2 separate regions of the Macaca mulatta genome follow, and region 1 is linked to region 2. The links are chromatin contacts, called in public Hi-C maps. All regions are on one chromosome and are shown on one strand. The core of a region is the stretch at or near the end of the contact, and the rest is flanking DNA. Distances in the headings are between cores, read along the strand shown.

Evidence for each region. A called contact is a pair of places that touch in the nucleus more often than the background predicts.
Region 1: a Hi-C map of fetal cortex germinal zone shows a contact between it and region 2, with 3 times the contacts expected there. The contact joins the promoter of LSM4 here to the promoter of JUND in region 2. A contact is called at or near these places in 6 of 14 Hi-C or Micro-C datasets (CD4 T cells, blood, cortical neurons and 3 more).

Annotation. Positions count from the first base shown.
Region 1 is chr19:18,851,432-18,854,131 of T2T-MMU8v2.0, forward strand. LSM4 (LSM4 homolog, U6 small nuclear RNA and mRNA degradation associated) reads right to left here and starts at 1,331. Exons shown (of 5, transcript NM_001260573.1): 1 at 1,223-1,331. The coding sequence starts at 1,225.
Region 2 is chr19:18,808,335-18,811,034 of T2T-MMU8v2.0, forward strand. It overlaps JUND (JunD proto-oncogene, AP-1 transcription factor subunit), which reads right to left and starts at 1,285. Exons shown (of 1, transcript XM_015123347.3): 1 at 1-1,285. The coding sequence starts at 1,146. The coding sequence ends at 97.

The DNA of each region.
Region 1 (2,700 bases), core at 81-2,580, 43 kb after region 2:
CTTCAACCCCCGCCCCCGCCCCCCCCCCCCCCCCCCCCCCGCCAATGACTCCATCTCCAACCTCAGGAAGCTCCAACCAATCAGCACTCCCCACTTCCTGAGCTCCTACCCGCCAAATTATCTTTAAAAACTCGGATCCCCTAATGCTCAGGGGAGACTGATTTCAGCAGTAATAAAACTCCAGTCTCCTGCATAGCTGGCTCTGTGTGAAATACTCTTTCTGTATTGCAATTGCCCTGTCTTGATAAATGGGCTCTGTCTAGGAAGCAGGCAAGGTGAACCCGTTGGGTGGCTACACACTGACCAGCTGGATTTAGGGAGAGCTCTCTCACTAATCCACAGTTCTGATGCAGCCACCCCTGGGGGGCCCTCCTGGTTACTGAATCTCCCACTGTCTCACAGTCTGGAAGTCACATCCCCAACAAGGGCCTTGGTTTCTCTCATTGAAAAAAGAAGGGCCAGATGCTGATGAGCCAGGAAACTCCCAGCTCTGGATTCCTTTTCTGATCTGCACACTGGGAGACACAGGCACTTTCTAGCCCAGATCCAGAACTTACAGAATCATAAACAATGTGGCCCTGCAGAGACCTGGGCTGCAATTTTTCCTTCTGTGTACGGGGAGGATGTACTTTGCCCACCCCTAGCTCAAAACGCTCCCTTCCTCTGGAATGACATGCTTTGTGAACCAAGGAGAAACACCACACCCCAGCACCAGGCCTACTTTTCAGCCAGAAAACAAGAGGCCTAGGAGGCTCTGCTGCTAGCATTTTAAGCATCTTACAAGCTCTGAAATTCCTAAAACCAAGTTTCACAACTCAGACTGGCCCCCTACTTCCCAGCACTCTAGGTTTCAATCTGGGAGGTCAGACTGGGTCCGAAGCGTAAGGGACCCCCTTCCCTGCCCAAAAACTCTCTGTTGCATTTGGCAGATCCCCACTTTTTTAACCTCAGTTTCCCAACCTGCAAAATGGGAAAACTAAGTAAGGCGAGGCCACTGTACTGTGGATACGAGTACGTGCAACCCTAAATCCCAGACACGAACGTGGTAGAACCACCTGCAGTCTCCAGCATCAGTTTCCCGGCCTTGTGCCGGGGGACGGGACTCAAGGCTCGGACCGTACGTTCGCCCCGCGCCAACCCAGCCCTCAGCGCCCGCCCGCAGGGCTCCTAACGACTGCGGTTCCCGCCTCCCGGTGAGACCCCGCCGTTGCTCTGCCCTCACCATGGTGCCGGCGGGGACCGGGCTCGCCGGCCACTTCCGCCGCCGCCGCTGCACACGCTCCCGGCGGTCTTCGCCACGCCGCGCCGCGCGCCACTGGGCTGAAAGAAAGTGGCAGAGACGCGAGCCAGTCAGCACCGGGCTAGAAGGGCGGTTAACCAATCCACGCGGAGTGGGGCGGGGCCCGCTAGGCGAAAGGGGCGGGCCGGGCCGTGTTCCCGCCAGAGGAACGAGGAAGAGAGCCGTAAAGTGCCGCGGCTTGTAATACAAAAGGGGGCGGAGCAACGCGCGCCGGGGCGGGGTGCATTGTGGGTAAACGCGTGCGCAGGTGAAACCTTCGTCGGTCTTCTGGGCTCCACGCTGTGGGCAAAGCCAGTAACTGCCTTTGCAGTTGAGGGAGAGAAATCCAGGCTTCGTGGTGATTGGGACGTCCCTGGTGTCGCCCTTCGGACTCCTAGTTTTCTGATTCTGTAATTATCCAGGGAACATCATTTAGTAGGTTGGAATCCTGACCACGACCCTCGGGGCCTCAGTTTTCTCCCTGTAAATAGTAGTGTCTGCTCCAAAACGTTACTTACTATGAGGATGAAATGAATGAAACCGTGTAAAAGCACTTAAAACAGCGTCTGGCATATATTAAGTACTTAATACCTATTCTGTGCCTGCTTCTGCTCATAGAAATGAACAGTACACAAAATTCGTGGCCCTTAGGGAGACAGACAGTAAACAAAGTAAATAGGCGAATGCTATTAGTTCCCTGGGGCCTGCTGTAACAAATGCCCACACACTGGGAGGCTTAAAACAACAGAACGTGATTTTCTCATAATTCAGGAGACCAGAATAATGAAATGAGGTTGTCAGTAGGGTTGGCTCCCTCTGGAGGCTCTGAGGACAATCTGCGTGTCCTATGCTTCTCTCCTGGGTTCTGGTGGCTGCTGGGAAACCTCGGAGTTCTTGGCTTGTAGATGCAGCCTTCCGCGTTCTGCCTCTGTCGTCACTTGGCCTTCTCTGTGTGTCTCTGAGTCTCAAACGACTCTCTCCTTTTTTTTTTCTTTTTTTGTAGAGACAGGGTCTCCCTATGTTGTCCAGGCTGGTCTCGAACTCTTGGGGTCAAGCAATCCTCCCTCCTCTGCCTCCCAAAGTGCTGGGATTACAGGCGTGAGCCACCGAGCCCAGCCTCTCCGTTTTCTTATAAGGACACGCCTTTCTCTTATTAAGCCCACCATAAATTCAGGATAATGTCATCGCAAGATCCTTAATTACATCTGCAAAGACCCTATTTTTTTTTTTTTTTTTTTTTGAAATGGAGTCTCATTCTATCACCCAGACTACAGTGCAGTGGTGGGATCTCAGCTCACTGCAATCCCTCCGTCCTGGGTTTAAGGGATTCTCCTGCCTCAGCCACCAGAGTGGCTAGGATTACAGGCACACGCCACAATGCCCAGCTAATTTTTGTATTTTTAGTAGAGACGGGGTTTCAC
Region 2 (2,700 bases), core at 35-2,534:
AGGGCGGCACCCTCTCCAAGTCCGGGGCGCCCACGACACCCCCCCGCGAGCCCGCCCCTCGGGGAGGGTGGCCGCGCATGCGCCCCGCGCGCGGACTCAGTACGCGGGCACCTGGTGCTGGGGCAGCAGCTGGCAGCCGCTGTTGACGTGGCTGAGGACTTTCTGCTTGAGCTGCGCCACCTGCTCGCGCAGCAGGCTCGCTGTGGACGCCAGCTCCGTGTTCTGGCTCTTAAGGGTCTTCACTTTCTCCTCCAGGCGCGAGATGCGCTCCAGCTTGCGCTTGCGGCACTTGGAGGCGGCGATGCGGTTGCGCAGCCGCTTGCGCTCCGCCTTGATGCGCTCCTGCGTGTCCATGTCGATGGGCGACAGCGGCGGGCTCTCGCCGAAGCTCGGCACGTCGGGCACCGTCTGTGGCTCGTCCTTGAGCGCAGCCAGGCGCGGCGGCCCCAGCGCACCCGGGGGTGGCGGCGGCGGGAAGGGCACGGGTTCGGCAGCGAAGGCGACCGTCGCGGCGCCCCCCGCGCCCCCGGCGCCGCCCGCGTAGCTACTCAGGTTCGCGTAGACGGGCGCCTCGGGCGCGGCCGCCGCCGGGGCCAGCTCGCCGGGGGGCGCGGAGCCCGTGGCCGTGCCCGAGGGCCCCCCGGCGGCGGCGGCGGCGGCGGCGGCAGCGGCGGCCGCGCCCGCACCAAGCTGGTTCTGCTTGTGTAAATCCTCCAGGGCCTTGACGAAGCCCTCGGCGAACTCCTGCTCCTCGCTGGCCGCCACCTTCGGGTAGATGAACTGTGTGCTCGTCGGCGTGGTGGTGACCAGCCCGTTGGACTGGATGATGAGGCGCTCGAGCTCAGGGGAGGCCAGCTTCAGCAGCCCCAGGTCGGGAGAGGCGAGCAGGCCGTCGGGGGGTGCCGCGCTGGGGGCGCCGTCGGCGCGCAGGGGGGTTGGAGGCGGTGCGGCCGCAGGCTTCAGCGCCGCCGCCACCTGCTCACTCAGGCTCAGCGTCAGCGCGTCCTTCTTCATCATGCTGCCGGCCGCGGCCGTCGGGGGCGCCCCGGAGAACAGGCGGCCCGGGGACGCGAAGCTGCCGCCGCTGCCACTGGCGCCGCCGCCCAGGCCGCTCAGCGCCTCATCGCCGTAGAAGGGTGTTTCCATCCTCCGCCTCCCCCGCCGCGCCGGCCCGGGGGGGAGTGGCCGCGGCCTCCCGGGGGGCCCGCGCCCCCCCCGTCCGCTCGGCCCTGCGCCCGCCCCGGCCGCGGCCGCTGCGCCCGGCCCTCCGCTGGCGGCGGCTCCTGCGCCGCGCCGCTCGTGCGCCCTCTTATAGCCTCGGCTCGGCGCGATGAGCTCACCGCCCCCGTTCGCCATTGGGTGCGGGTGACGTCGCTCATTTGCATGGAGGGGCGGGGCCAAGCCACCGACGCCCGCCCGGCAGTCGTTGCCGCGGCGACGCGCGGTAAACGGCACAACAGCGCGCTGCCTTGTGGGTTGACGTCATGGGGGCGGGTCGCGCGCCCGGGCCGGGTCACCCCGCCTCGGGACCGCTGTGTACGACCGATCTCCCCGGCGCCGCCTCCGCCAAGGCACGTCCCGGGTGGCGTGATGGGCCCGGGCCACCAGGCGCCTGCCCTCCCCGAAGCCCCGCCCCGTGTCCGCGCGTGGGGCCCCGGCCGGGCGGGGGCGGGGGCGGGGGCGGTGCCGGCCTCCGGGGACTGGAGGGGGATGGGGTCCCGCATGGATAAATAACTCCTTGGCGCCTCCTGCTCTGCTGTGCTGCCAGCGCCTCCCCTAGCGCGCCTTCTGGAGGGGCTTTGTGCGGACTTGGGGCTGGAGGCCTGGTGGGGCTGTGTCCGGGGGCTCGCCGGGGGTGTGGGGCAGGTCTGCGTTCCCCACCCTCCCTCCTTCCCTCCCTCCTTCCACTCCGCGTGTGATTGCTCAGGGAGAGACCGGGGAGGGGAGAGGAGGGTCGCCAGAAGTTGCTGGAAGCGCTTGGATCCCGATCGTTTTCACTGAGTGCGTTGTAGAATCAGGAGTCCGACTTCCTGCCTTTACAGATGGGAAACTGGGCTCAGAGAGGTGGAGTGACCATCCCCCGAGAGTTAGCTAGGAGTCACAGCAGGGCCAGGGCTGTGACTAGGCCTGAGCTCTCATCCACCCTTAGAACCCTAGAACCTGGGAGTCCAGGCCCCTTCTTTCCGCCGCCTACGTTTTAACCCCAGGTCTGCCAGGGCTGTGATGTCCTGGGCGAGGGTGCCCAACTCCAGGGGCTGGGCTGATGAGGCAGGAATGCCGGCTATAATTATTACCTGCTTGTTACCACTATCATGGCTGTTAAGGCTTAATGGGCCACTATTAAGACTGGCTGGGAAGGGGGTGTGAGGGAGGAGAGATGGACCCACCCCACCAATACTCACAAGGGATCCTTAGGACTTCTGGATCTGACCTCTGCATGCACCCCTCCAGCTCCCCACCTCTGTCTGGATGGAGCTCACACCCTCCTTTCCCTGACCTTCCCCTCCCTCTCTCTGATCCTTGGCCTCCCAGTTGCAGGACTAATCCTACCTCTGGGCCTTTGCACGTGCTATGCCCTCTGCGTGATACTCCCTTCCCCCAGGGCAAAGACTTCAGGAAGTGCCCCACCCCCAGACTTTATTCCTTTATTGTAGACTCTGAATCTACCAGAATGATGGAGTGGACCATAGACCCTTAAGG